Regions from separate parts of the Mus musculus genome. Here region 2 is linked to region 1. A link is a contact called in public promoter capture Hi-C data. All regions are on one chromosome and are shown on one strand. Each heading gives the region's core, a stretch centred on a gene start, on an enhancer-like site or on the middle of the called end of the contact. The rest is flanking DNA. Distances are from core to core; before and after follow the strand shown. Region 1 overlaps Cacna2d4 (calcium channel, voltage-dependent, alpha 2/delta subunit 4). Region 2 holds the start of Lrtm2 (leucine-rich repeats and transmembrane domains 2).

Evidence for each region. Promoter capture Hi-C pulls out the DNA fragments that hold promoters and counts their contacts.
Region 2: a promoter capture Hi-C map of hippocampal neurons shows a contact between it and region 1, with 3 times the contacts expected there. The contact joins the promoter of Lrtm2 here to the enhancer-like site in region 1. A contact is called at or near these places in 2 of 39 promoter capture datasets (hippocampal neurons and macrophages), 6 of 484 Hi-C or Micro-C datasets (Th1 cells, brain, cerebellar granule neurons and 3 more), 4 of 115 datasets of contacts at active chromatin or transcription factors (embryonic stem cells, forebrain, neural progenitor cells and 1 more) and 3 of 9 other capture datasets (adipose tissue, liver and pancreatic islet).

The regions. Positions count from the first base shown.
Region 1 is chr6:119,276,373-119,283,429 of GRCm38.p6, forward strand. Cacna2d4 (calcium channel, voltage-dependent, alpha 2/delta subunit 4) reads left to right here. Exons shown (of 38, transcript NM_001033382.3): 14 at 690-767; 15 at 1,448-1,528; 16 at 1,817-1,891; 17 at 5,248-5,334; 18 at 5,807-5,878. Among named protein-coding and RNA genes, the nearest start is that of Gm52874, 35 kb to the right of the region's middle. Within about 2 kb of position 4,514, at least 17 of the 459 cell types and tissues checked have an H3K27ac peak or open chromatin away from gene starts, as enhancers often do. A contact at or near this core is called in cerebellar granule neurons, cerebral cortex, cortical neurons and 2 more, where this site is marked.
Region 2 is chr6:119,326,737-119,333,793 of GRCm38.p6, forward strand. Lrtm2 (leucine-rich repeats and transmembrane domains 2) reads right to left here and starts at 4,030. Exons shown (of 5, transcript NM_172492.3): 1 at 3,759-4,030. All of the region lies in intron 26 of Cacna2d4 (calcium channel, voltage-dependent, alpha 2/delta subunit 4), which reads left to right.

The DNA.
Region 1 (7,057 bases), core at 3,264-5,763:
GGAAGGGGAAGAGAACAGTCAAAGCTGCCACTGATCCAGGGAGGTCTAGTGTACACACAATGACCTCCAGGCGACCTGAGCAACAGGCATCTTGCATAGAGAGGTTGTTTCTGCTTGGCATCATTGTCATCTTCCTTCTAATAGAGGAACACCTGTAGGACCCTTCCGAGGCAGCAGGGGAGTCCCTTCCTGATCCTGAGTGGACAGAGCTCGGGGTCTGCCCCACGTGTGTTAGGGTGACCTGAGGCAGCCGATGCTCAGACACCCTGCCTTCAGGCCGTTGCTCCTAAACCACGTCTGTATGTCTGAGTGGCTGAAATGTCTTCCTTTCTGTTCCCTGGCCTGGGCCATGCAGTGCAACACCCTCAGGTCCACATCAGAGGCTTCTGAAAAAGCTGTGCTATGCTGTACTCTGTTTGCTGGGTTTGGGCTCATCCTTGGTCTGCCCAGATGAGACACACACTTGGCTCACACACTGCTTTTGCTGGGTGACATGAGCCTCACTAAACGCCTTTCCTCCCATCTCTCCCAGCCTTCCCCTGGCACTCTCACTAGCTCCCCTTAGCATCCCTGCCTCTCCTGCTGGTGAAGGGAGTGCTAAGTCTGGGTTCCCACACTGCTCTGAGTAACAAACCAGCAGATGCCTGAGCCCGCTCCTCCTCTGATCTCTGCCCTCTCCTCCCTGGCAGCTCTTCACATCAGAGGCACAGAGCCTGATGCTCCTCACCACAGTGGCCATGCCTGTCTTCAGCAAAAAGAATGAAACAGTAAGTGGCCCTTCCCTGGGCCGTGGCGTGGAGGGTAGAGTCCCGCCCACTGAGCTTCACAGCCAACTGCAAGAGTTGGATGCAGTTTCCCAAGCCCAATCCTGGGCCAGCTACAGAAGAACCTCCTGGCCAACTATGGGGCTGATGTCCCTTCTGTCCCCCAAGCTCCTACAGGCCTGTTGGGGGTGGGGCAGCCCCTGCTTTATTCTTGGGATAGAAAGCTATGGGGTCTTCTGCTAGCCTTCCAAGTTAATCACACTTAACTAGCCCAAGTGGATAGACTCTTGCTTGTAGGTGAAGGCCTCTAGTGAGAGGATTTCTAGAGCTTTTCATAGTCTATCTGGTGAGAAAACACTTCCCAATGGGTCCCTTGTGCTATAGAGTCCACATAAGTTATGGTCCTTTTATTTCATCCTCTGGCATGAATATTAATATTTCACTTAGCTTTGTGTTTCATTTAAATGTTACTACTTAAATATTAATACAGGGCATTAATCTTCCTAACAGCTGAGCTTGCCCCTGGGGCCCCATCTGACAGTCTACATTGTTATTTGGAGGAGCTCAGCCTACAGTCTAACTGCAAAGGAAGATCAGTAAACGCTCCCCTTTCCGGGCTCCAGGGAGGCCTAGAGTCTAGTCTGGCCATCCCAGTTTCCCTGACCTTGCACTGTCCCTTCTAGAGATCCCATGGCATTCTCCTGGGTGTAGTGGGCTCTGACGTGACCCTAAGAGAGCTCATGAAGCTGGCACCCCGATATAAGGTGAGCCTGAGGGGACCCCAGGGGGATGGTACCTAAGCCACAGCTCTCCATTGCTGTGACAAAAAAAAATCAGCTCAAAGAGAGGAGAGATTTCTTTGGGCTCACAGTTTCAGTTTCTTGGCTTCTGTCCATGGTTGCTTGACCAGAGAACGGTAGGTGGAAGCATGACCCTCCCTGGCTTACCATTATCCCTATTTAACACTTGCTGCTGTTTTCAACGATCCCTTCCCCTCCTCCCCTGCCTAGCCATCTAACACGTCTAATGCCCTCCAACCTTGACCTTGGCAGCTTGGGGTGCATGGCTATGCCTTCTTGAACACTAACAATGGCTACATCCTCTCTCATCCTGACCTCCGACCTTTGGTAAGTACAGCCTATGAGAATTGGGGACAGTTCACAAAAAATAAATAAATAAAGGCTAAAATTCCTCAGATCATACAAGAGGAAACTCGACGGTCATTCCTGTTTCCAAATGATTATCTAGGAGGATGCCTAAGGCAAAAAGCACAAGGAATGATTGATTGGTGAACAGACCAGAGAGCAGGTGATACAGGCTGGGCTTGTGAGAATGGTGTCCTGCAGAACAGCCCAGTTTCCATTACTGTAATAAAACATCTGTAACCGCAAGCTTATAAAGAAAGAACTATTTCAGTCCATAGCTGGTTAAGCCTAGTGCTTTATGCTCTGGTGGGGTGCATACAGCACAGCATGGGACAGAATGAACCTGTTGACCCCTGGAATACAGTGAGAAAGAGACTCCAGTTCTGTAACCCTCTCACTGGGCTTTTTATCTCCAAACATTCCAGCATTTTCCAGCAGTGTCACGCTGGAGCCCAGCCGTCCATAAAGAGGCCTCCGAGAGTTGTGTAAGAGGCAAACCATGAGGGAGAGATGGCTCAGCAGCTAAGAGCACCTGAGTTTAGTCCCCAGAACCCTCTTCAGCCAGCTCATAGCTCTCTTTAACTCCAGTCCCAGGGAATGGGATGCCTCTGGTCTCCACGGGCACCTGCGTCCACATGTACACACCCGCAGATACACACATACACTTAATTCGAAATCAAATAAATCCTTTAAGCTTGATCACTGCAGACATTTATCACAAACCCTCACTGCCTCGGTGACTCCATCCCTCCTACCATCTGACAGATGGAGCAGCAGAGCCCCAGAGGCCCAAGAAGGGAATGTGAACATTGAGTTCACAACAAAAATAGCAAGGCCCTCTCACAAGGGCAGTGAAGGCTCCCTGGGTGTGCCTTCGATGTCGCCTAGGACCCCTGTCCCCTTCTGACTCTGTCCAGGAGCTGTGGGTATTTTCACATGAGTTCTCCCAAGCACCTGGTGTCTGAATACTCTACATCCAGGGATTGGCCCTGTCCACAGGGGCAATAGCCACATTGCTGGTGTGAGGCTGAAGGGATAAGGGGGGAGTGTATCAGATGGCCTGGAGGCATCTTAAACCTACTGTCTTCTGACTTCTGAGGAACCCCAAGAGGCTTGGATAGCAGAATTGACAAAGGGGCTTCTCTGCCTCGGGAGTCATTTGGGGAGACCAGCTGAACTAAGTCTCATGGCAGTTAGCTCAAGTGGATACAGAATCTCCTAAGACATCTGACTGAACCACTCAAGGCAAGTGGTAGGGCTCAGATGGGAGACACATTGGTCCATCCCCACTCTCTTCCCAATTCAGACTCAACAGGGCATTTATCTAAACCCATAATGGACAGCCTTATACTAACAGGTTCTTGGACCAGTGCTATCAAGTGACTCACAGAGAGAGAACATGTAGGTTGATCCTAGAGTTGACATTTAGAATTAGGGGACATACAGCATTAAGGGACATACAGAATTAAGGGACATGAATCAGAAACCCATGTGCATGCATCCATCTCGGTAACTTACATGAATAATGCTTTCACTGGCCAGTTCATATTGGGGACCTACTGTGTGCCTGACATTATCGTGCTAGTAAGAGTGCTGTAATCAGAAGAACATATCTAATCAAAATCTAATGTGTGAAGACATGTAAACAAAATGAACTGCTTACCAAAGGACACAGTGGGGCTTACACTCGGTACTGCTTAAGGAAAGTATTATCAGGAAAGCAAATGGTGAAGTTACAGAAAGCAAAATAATAAAGAATATTCCTAACAGTAGAATAAGAAAGGTCAAGAGACATGCTGGGGGCCTAAAAACCTTTCTATGTCAGTGTCCCCAACCAAATGAAGTCATATGCTTATTCTGAGAGGCTTAGGATGGGCTATAATCTGTTAGGTGTAGCTGAGACAATGGCACTGGGCTGTTGCCAGAGAGACAGCTCAGGTAGAAGACAGGGCAGCACTAAGGACTCTGGACCTCTGGAAGGCTGAGAATAGAACATTGTGTGGGCCAGGAGTAAGGAGGTGCTCAGAGCAGGGACAGTGGAGTGACATCAATACTACAATCAGGAGAGAAGAAAACAAAACCCAAGTAAATGAAATAACCAGCAGAAATAAGATACATAATGATGGTGACTTCAACTCCCAAACATCTACCGGAGACCCATTTACAGAAGTAGATGGTGCTATTTTTAAGATGCTCTGGTGATAAACTCTCCTCTTTTATTGATGGCACTACTAAACTCAACCAGGGAAGTACCATGGGCGTAATTACAGATAACATGATGATATCTGTCAGGGAGAGAGAGTGAGAAAGAGCAAAAGAGGGAGAGAGGGAGAGAGGGAGGAAGAACAAGAGAATGATTCTGCTCGGAGAATTGGTTCAGGGATCTGTGTCAAATTTTGGAGACAGGTGGTTATTAAGCACTGCAGATCTGCGCTTGAATCTGACCAATTTAAATTAAAAAAGAAAACACTATCAAGATGAGCTGCTTCTGCAGATGCCTTGAAATCTGGAGGAGAAACTGATTGCTCATGAAGCATTCTAAAATGATCATCTGAGATTAACAAGATGAAATACATGAGAAATAGGTGGGCGCTCTGCAAACTGAACACCCACGCGTGGGAGAGCACCACGTGAGAACACCGAAGGGATTTGCCTGGCTTATGGCGCCATCTGGGCATCCAAGCTGGCCTGGCTGTCCGAGCAGCCGGCAGAAGCCCAGGCAGAGGCCACAGTGCTTCAGTTCAAACCACACCTCTCTCTTCTCCTGGCCGGACTCCATGAGCAATATTGATTTCTTCCCAGACAGCTCCATTTTCAGGGTGACATTGACAGAGCTGAGCCATCTTCAGAGAGAGAGCTGAGGTATCTTCAGACTGGAAATGTTTAGCTGGAGACAGTCAAGTCTTAGAAGTGACAAGATTGAGCATCTCAAGCCCTGTCAGGAGGAACACGTTCTAGGTGGCTCCAGATGAAAGCTGACAACAAGAAGTAAGTTAGGAGACAGATTTGAACTCCACAGGAGAGAGAACTTTCTAGTAATAAGACCTGTCCAAACTATGACAAGTTGTCTCTCAAAATAGGGAGGGAGATGCCTGACATGAGAAATGTGTACACATAAACACACACACACACACACACACACACACACCCCAGGAGGCTCAGAGGCCATCTGTGGCACACATTGGTCAAGCTTTGCACTGAGTGTAAGTTTGGTCTGGCTCATTGTGATTATGGGATGCTTTGATTTTATGAGGGTACTTGAAAGATTTTAAAGAAGAGGGAAGGGGAACAGGGTGCATGCTGACCCCACCTTTTCCATCCTGTCTGGCCCACTCCAGTACAGAGAAGGCAAGAAGCTGAGACCCAAACCCAACTACAACAGTGTGGACCTCTCAGAAGTGGAGTGGGAGGACCAAGCTGAAATTGTGAGTAAGAAGCTTTCCCTCATTTAGCCCTGTCACAGGTAGACGAGCACTGGGTGTCCTGGGAATGCCAAGGCCTCTGGGCGAGCAGCTGGGTTCTGTGCCTATGATCCTTTCAGCAACTGTGGATATTGAGCCATGACCCTGGTGTCACAGGTTACTGAGACAGGCTGGCCTATAAGCCCAGCATGGTTTCAGGGTTGTCAAGTTTAACGTCTAAGTCTCCATAGCGCATGCTAGAGGAGATTATGTCTCAGCAACACAACCCTATGTTCCAGAGCATCCATTCCTCAAAGCCCCGCCTCAGTGAGAGCCCACAACTGTGAGGCAGTGGCACCTGGACTCAGGTCCATCTTCCCTCCTAGAAGTCTGCTCAGAGGCAAAGGGAAGACCCAGTGTCCCAGGGATCCTAGGACATGGTCAGAGCCCAAATCCAGGTGAATAGGCACCAATCCCCTTTTCTTTCCTCTTAAAGCTGAGGACCGCCATGATCAATGGGGAAACCGGGTCTCACTCCATGGACGTGAAGGTGCCACTGGACAAAGGGGTAAGGAGCTAGTGACAGTGCCTGTGAGGTTCAATCGGGCAGCACTGAACCTGGACCTGGACTTCATTGTGGCTGGGGGGGGTGTGAAGAGAAAGGGAAAGCCGTGGGGTAGGAAGGGCTCTGTTGATCTCACGGATGCTCGTCTTTGGAGGCCGCTGGGTGTGGAGGTTGCCCAGATCATTGGCAGCTCTTCTTCCCTCTGCTGCCTGCTATTTGGCCCTTTGGTTGTTTATGACAGGAAGGGAGAAAGTGACAGTTAATTTTGCAAACTGCCAGAAGCTCTGCTAAAATGTGTCGCATGGGGAAAAGTTGGGAATGTTCACTCCTCCCTTAAGCTGATTTCCATCCAAACACTGAGGACAGAAACAAATTCCCTTACTACAGAGAAGCAAAACCGGAAACCCCCTGCTGCCTCTACAGACCTGTGTGTCATTAGAAAAGACCGTTTCATCTTCTCCCTCGAATGATTCTGACGCATCCTCTGAATTCACACGGCCCCCTGACATATTAACAAATGTCACCTCCTCCTGTACAGCCACCCCCACCGCCTCCTTCCTTACCCACCTGCCTCCGCTCAAAGAACACAGCATCTGTCTGCAGCAATTAGACCTGAGTTCTTGCCTTGTACACAGATCTCTGCAGAGGACAAACTGAGAGGCGCTGGCCAGTGTCCCTTCTACATAGGGTATTTGATCTCCACCAGGACTGCAGTGGGTCTTTCTGCCCCATCAGGCACAATGGGAATATCAGTAATGCCAGATCAACAGAGATAACTGTTATCAAGAGTCTTGGTCCCTTCTCTGTGTCTTCAACATGTCCTAAGACTCCTGCCGAGTCCCAGCTGCCAGGATATAGAACCTAGCATGAGAAACCTCATGTGCACATGGCCACTTAGCAACCAGAACAGCTGTGCTATGGCCATCACACTGGCACACACAGTGGGCGGAGTTTGCTCTCACCCTTGTCTCCCAGGACCAGGGTCCTCTCAAGGCATCTCCAATGCTCCTCAAAGTCACCAGGCAGAGTCCTAACCAGAACAGGAGTCTCAACTTGTACAGGAACTTCTTCCTGCCTGGGATATTTGCTCATTGCTGCTAATAAGCCATTGCGGTGTGTCAGGACTTCCTTAATCATGAGTGCATCAAAGAAGCAGGATGCTGGTGGCAATGGTAGCTTCAA
Region 2 (7,057 bases), core at 2,780-5,279, 50 kb after region 1:
CCAGCAAAAGACCCTTCTGGCCCTGAACCGCAGAGACTCCTCAGGAAAGGGGTGACCTACATTGGGAGGCAGAGGACAGCTGCTGCAGCAGGCACTGGCCAACTGCTGGAATAAATTAACACTCTGTGGGAGTGGGAGGCAGAATGGAGTTGGAGGTCCTACTTGAGGGAAAGAAACTGTCTTCACCCCTTCCCCACTCCCCACCCCCACCCCACCTTCATCTGCAGGACCTGCACCCAGAACTAACCTGTATTTTACCTTATCCCCAGAAACAGACCAAAGGGACAAGGCTGGGCTCAGCATGATCCCTGGACTCAGGTTGGAGAACGGGGTTGATAAGCTAGGACTGACCAACCTTTGAACCTCCCAAACCAGAAACCTACAGTTTTGACTCCGATGGGCTAATCAGATCAGCTAGCCTGGAACCCTTCAGAAATGCTAAATCTCAAGTGCCGCACAGACAACAAAATCCCAGGCAATTTGGGGACATATTCAAGATTGAGAAGTACAGGCCAGCAGATTGAGCCAGGGCCTAACAGCTACCCAGAAAGCCATGCTGGTATAACTCTAGGTCAGGCAAGTGGGGACAGCATGGGCTGCATACAGTTAGCCTAGAGAAGCTGCGACAGGAAATGGCAGATTTTAAGGAAAAATGAGTCTAGAGCTCACCCAGAACCTTAACTAACCTTGCCTAAGTCAGGCCAAGACAAGGGCACCAACCCGAGGGCCTCATACAAGCTTTTAACATGGGGAGATGCTAACAGCCACAGACAGAGAGCTACACAATGCTACGTTCTTCATCCTCATACAGTTCAGTAAGGTGTCTTTAGCAACATCATAGGGAAACTGAGGCATGGAAAAGGTTAGGAAAATGGAAGAATGTCGTCAATTGGACCTGTACCTGTTTTCTGTCCACAAAATTTTTGACTCAGTTGCCCTCACAAGTTCCTGCCTCAGCCCTACCCCTCATGTAAAGGTTGATTCAGAAACAGAGACATAGCCCCCCATCCATATAGAACTTTACAGTTTATAAGGCATCCATCTCCTCATCACATCTGAGCCAAGAACCAGCCCTGTCCCCATCCTACCCATAGGTTGGAAGAAATCCAGCAAACCTCTCCGGGCTGGGACCTGGGGGATGCGGTGAGGCAGTTGGGGAGTGGAGGATTGGCGCAGCAGACAGGTGAGGCAGGAGCAGGGGGCAGCTGGAGCTTCCACGTGGTCCTGCTGACCCAATGGCTGCTGTACCCACTACTGAGAGGGTGTGGGAGCTGCCCCCTCCCCCAGCTTGGAGCAGCCAGCCAGGCTTGCAGAACATTGAGGCTAGAATGACAGAGTACACCTGCCCTCCAGTTTCTCCCACAGATGGAGGCCTACTCTCCCCATGATCTGGGCTCACACTCAGCTAAACACCAAAAAAAAAACCACCTCACCCCAGGCCTGGGATCCACATGATTCCTTCTTAGCACCCTCAAATCAAGTGTTTGCAACATGCATCAGGGAGTGTCCTCCGCTCCTGATTCCTGGGCCCCCATGCTGTGTCTATCTTCCCAGGAGGTCTCCTGCATCCTCCCCTCCTTGCCCCCAGCTCTATACACCTACAGAGGGGAAGCAGAAAGGGCTTGCATGGTCTACCCGATTTATTCTTCAAGGAATCTCAAGGCTAGGCTAGCGAGTGGCCTGCGAGTCATCTTGTCCCATCTTAGAGGACTTCCAGGGAGTCTGGACATCTGGTCTAGGCAATTGGAATTCCTGGTAGCCCGGAACACGGGAAACTGAAATGTCCCCTGAGCTGCTGTCACTTGTCTGGCCATGAGGCCCTCCCTTCTAGTAAATGCCCCCACCTCTGCCCCCTGTCAGTCACCCCTAAGCACATGCTGCGCTGTGAAGCAGTTTCTAAACCCCTTCTGCTTGGACCAGCCACACGCCCTTCCTCCAAATTCCTCTCATTCTGCTTGGACCAGCCACACGCCCTTCCTCCAGGTTCCTCTCATTCTGCTTGGACCAGCCACACGCCCTTCCTCCAGGTTCCTCTCAGTACGCTGTCTTATCCCCGCCAGCTTCTTGAGCCACTTTCCTTGTGAAATTCTTCCTGTCTCTGACAGAAAGAAACCTTGGAAAGCAGAGTAGGAAGGAAACCCAACACACACGGGGTTGCTCTGTGCCGCTGAAGAAGCCATTGAGGACCCGGGAGGCTCCCACCATTCAACTGCCTCCCTGGGCAGGTGCCAAGGAAGATCACTCACTCCACACCCAAGCCTCATCCTGGCTCCCCGCTCTTCCCAGCCACACACACACACACACACACACACACACACACACACACACACACAATCACCCATTCCAGCGCCTTCCTTTGCCACCCACCTGACTAAAGCAAGACCCTGACTCTGGGTCTTGGCACTTGGAAAATGAGACTAGGGTAAGCTTGTCCTGAGCGCAGACACATCCTCTAGCCAAACCTCAAAGAACACAGCTGGGGGGGGGGGTGGCTTAAGAAGCCCGTCTCTTTGCCTGTCCTGCCTGGTTTTCCTGTCTCCCTCTTCTGGCAGAGCCGGAGCCCTCCTGCAGTGGGAAGGTGGGGGTGGGAGCGCTGGGCTCTTCTTGGCAGCTTGGAAGCTGATGTTGGATTTCCCTACCAGCTGGACTTCCCCCGCCCAGCGCCACATGCTGGCTCCTTCCCCTCCCCCCACCTGCTGTAGTTATCTAAGCTGTGGGCCTGTCAATCTGAGTCACACAAGGCAATGCCCAACAAACCCTGGCAGCCTGGTGCCAACATCCCCACCACCACCCTGGAATGCAGACAGCTGGGGGTGGGAGGCAGAGCAACCAATCAGAGCCCAGTCCCAGACCTGCCGGCCATACAGGAATTTGAACTGCAGATTCCTGGGCAGAATTCAGCGTTATGAAATGGGCCTGGGGCTCCTGAGAAGCAGTGTCCTGCTCCGAGTTGGCCATCCATGCCCATATGAGCCAGGCAGCAGGTGAATGTGACCTCGCTGTACGCTGCCCCCTACACTAAGCACCCGGGGCTTGGAAGGCATCTGACCCACCTGCTGCAAAGGGCATTATGCAGTGGTGGACCACCTAAGCATCTCGGGCTCCTGGTTTGTTTGGCCATCTAGTGTGCTAAAAATCAAGGCCTGGGTTTGTAAGGAAGAACTACCAGACACCCCTCCTTCACTCCCAGCCACACCCCCACCAAGGAGGCTCTATCAGGACTGCAAAGACTATTCCAACTAGGAAGGGCTCCTTTGCACCCTTGTTCAAGGACAGCTACCTCGGGGCCAGCAAGGCCAGCAAGAGCAACTGGTATAAAGGTCCAGCCTGCGCCTCCTCACTCAGTGGGTCCTCCACCCTCCACCCTCACTCAGGCCTCTCAGAATGCCAGCCTGTTTCCAACACCCAAGCTGTCTCCCCCTCCCATAGCTGCCGCTCCTCCCGCTGCAGGGACATTTCCATGCTACCCGGGGCCATCATGTGGCACCAGCACTGCTCTCCTCCCTGTCCCCTCCTCCATACCCCCTCCTTAGCAGAATACACCGCTATGTCCCCAGCACTAAGGAGTCAGAGTTCCTAATGCTCTGTACCTTTGGGTTGCCCAGGTTATCTGGTCCTAAGTGGTTCCCCCACCCCACCTCAGCAACTGCCCTGGGAAGAAAGCCCTGATCATCGTGCAGGGACAGGTGGTCCCTAGTTCCCATACCCAAGCCCTTTGCGCCAACCCCATTCTCTCCCAGAAGCCGCTCACAACTCACCTTTTTGCACCGGGACCTGATGCTCAGACCAGGTAGCCGGACACACGGGCAGCTTGGCAGGCAGAACGCAGGGATGTCCGGTCTGGTTCAGGGCAGCGGGAGACTGGGCAGCGCCTGTGAAGGAGGCGGACCCGCAGGCTGAGCTGCCGCTGCCGGGGAGGGGGCTGCGGGGTCAGCGACAAACTGAAGCGAAAGAGGGAGGGCGGGAGGAAGACAGACCGAAGAGGGGGAGAGGTAGAAGGATCAGAGCGCGCGTGCTCAACAGCAAGCAAGCAGAGGGAGGAGAGCGCGCAGCGGAGTGACAGCTGGGGCGCATCTGCGATGGCGGGCGCGCGCACCGGCCTCCGAAGCTCTGTGGCAGCAGGAGAGCGTTTGTGGGTGAATCTCCGCTGCCCCAGACTACAGGTACTACAGGTACCCTTATCTCCTCTCACCTCCCAGGAGCGGCCATCTCTGGCTGTCTAGAAGGCAGGACCTTCCAAGGGGTACAGGACCCAAAACACAGCCCCGCTGACTGTCTTGGATCTTAGACCTGCCGGAACACTAGGTCTGTCTCCTGTGTCAGACCCCAGTTCTGATAAGGAAAAACCAGCTCCTTAAAGGCTGAGTTCCTCTTACAAGAGGAACGCTGAGGGTCCTCAGAGATGCCAAGGCAACAGAAAGCCCTTTAGACAAGGGGCTGAGTCTGTAGATGTGACCACCCTTGGCCAGGACTATTTGGGAGAGAGAGGTGTCAGAGCACGCAGCTGCAACCTGAAGGAACAACAAGCAGAGACCATGTGCCTCTGTGCACACGGGGAACTGAAGGAGCTGGCCTTGGTGGTCTAAGACCTCTCTCCCAATCAAGACAGAGCAAGTCTAACACATTGCCATTCACTGGCATAAAGAGTGTTCCTTCCAATGCGGGGCTGAGCCAGAGGCTAAGCCAGAAGAGAAGCTGGACTTCCCAGCCTGCAGCCTGAAACAGGCCTCATTCCTTTACATCCTGCCTGTTCAGCAGATGATCTAGCTTGTAGGTAACACAGCATGAATATGTATCTCAGGGTCCTTTCTCTATGTTATATGCAGGGCTGGGCGCGCCTTGATTCAGGACTGCAATCCAGCAGAGCTGAGAGAGTCCCCATCCTCTCTGAAGTTCCCTGTGCCTGCCCTTTCAACAAGGCAACCAGCCACTACCCTAACACTCTCCCAGCTCCTGCCTCAGCAAAACAGACCCTTCAGGAGCACGGTGATCTCTGTGCATAGTGATCTATCCCTGCCTTAAAAACTCAGCTCTGGAAGGTGGGGGTGGGGGCAAGATGGCTCTCCTAGCAGGTAGCAGCACTTGCTGTCAAGCCTAATAGCCTGGGGTCAACCCCGAGAACCCACATGGAGATAAGAGACTCCCACAGGCTGTCCTTGGGATGGACACACACACACACACACACACACACACACACACACACACACACACCATATAAGTAAAATTAACAGCAACACCCAACATCCCTCTACAGGGATTTTTTTTCTCTGTACCACTTTATAGTTCTGATCACAGAGGAGTCCGTGTGGTAGCTTTTTGTCCTGTATTGTGAGCTGTTTGGGGGTAACTTGCCTTACCTTTCCCTATCACCCACAGCTCTATGCCCTCCTGTTGGTTAAATCTATGCTTTTGCTTCTCAAGTAGTTAGCAGCTGAGCAGTTACCCCGTGCTGAGTTCTCAACTTACAGAATAAGCAGGTGGGTTGAGCTCTGAAATTGCCTCCACCCAGGAATCCTAGGATGCTGGCACTCCCTGAGTACCTTCCAGGCCACTGCTATCAGCTGCACAAATCAGGCCCCTCCCTCACAGTCCCTGTTTAGCCAATCATAGGCCAAGAAGGATCAACACAGGTGCAGAGGCCAGCAGGGGAAAATTGGTGCTCCAGATGTGTGTGTGTGTGTGTGTGTGTGTGTGTGTGTGTGTGTGTGTGTGTGTGTGTGTGTTCCTGTACTGGTTTGTGTGTGCTTTGCTTTGTTTGAGTGCCATCCCTGATGTGTGTTTGTGTGTGTGTGTGTGTGTGTGTGTGTGTGTGTGTGTGTGTGTGTGTGTGTTGCTGTACTGGTTTGTGTGTGCTTTGCTTTGAGTGCCATCCCTGATCACAAAGTAGCACCAGAGATCAGGGGTGAATACCCTGTTAAGGCCCCCAGCTGCCTGTGGTCTTACTGAGGTGTTCTGTCAGGCTATGAGCCCAGAGGAAAACACAGGAGGTCCCTGTGGAGGGACCGAAGGATGGGAAGACAGCTGGGACAGGAAGGACAAGGGCAGGGGAAGGACTCAGGTAAGCTGTGGCAGGTGGGTAGACATCCGAGACTTACCCTTCACCTGGCAGGTTCCTCAAAACTAAGGTCAAGGTCTAAGATGGGGACCAATCAGACCCAACCATAAAGAAAGCTCTCTTAACGATCCCAGGAAAGCCACTCAGCAAGGCTTCCAACCCCGCGACTCCTCATCAAACATTGTGGGCAGATGCAGCCACACAACAGGTAGCCCGAGGTGACTCAGGAAGATTGTCTGTCCTCCCAGGCACTTCGGTGAATGTGCCAAGAGCCTCTGGTCCCTAGAGTCTACCACAGCAAAAGGACAGGGATGCTGGCTGAAGGCTGAGCTCCCCGTCTGTGGGTGTGCTGGGACAGGACCAGAGCCTGGGAATACGAGCCTCTGGCAGGGCAGATCCCTGGCTGGAGATTCTTGTGCCCGTGCTCCCTTCCCACTTCTGTCTCAGCACCTTGCCCTTCTTACCAGAAGGAAGGAAGGTCCACTTTGTTTCTCACTTAAATCTCTCATTTCCCAGTGGTTTGCTAAAGGGCTTGGGGCACAGAGATAAATCTCTTAGGTGGCAGGTCACTGTGACTAATGAAATGGTGCTCCAGAGGGGAGGAGGAGTCTGGGAAGGTCTGGGAAGTGAGGTCACCCATGAACTCGCCTCCCAGTCAAGTGCTGACACATTTATTTACTTAGCCCAAGAAACATTTACTGAGCCCTGTTATGTGACAATGTGACTCTAGGTCTAGAGTCAGAGCGCAGCCTGCTTGCCCTCTGTGAACCCCACTCCATGCAGTGAGACATCAGCCACATAAACAAATCTCCTCACTTAGAAAACAAAACAGCAGTGAGAGAAAGGGGGAGGGGTGAGGGGGAGGGATGGGGGAAAGGGGAGAGAGGAAGGGAGAGGAGGTGAGGAAGAGAGAGAGGAAGAGACAGAGCAAGGGAGAAAGGGAGAGAGAACAAATAATGAGGGAGGGGGAAGGGAGGAGAGGAAGAGAGAGAAGGAGAAAGC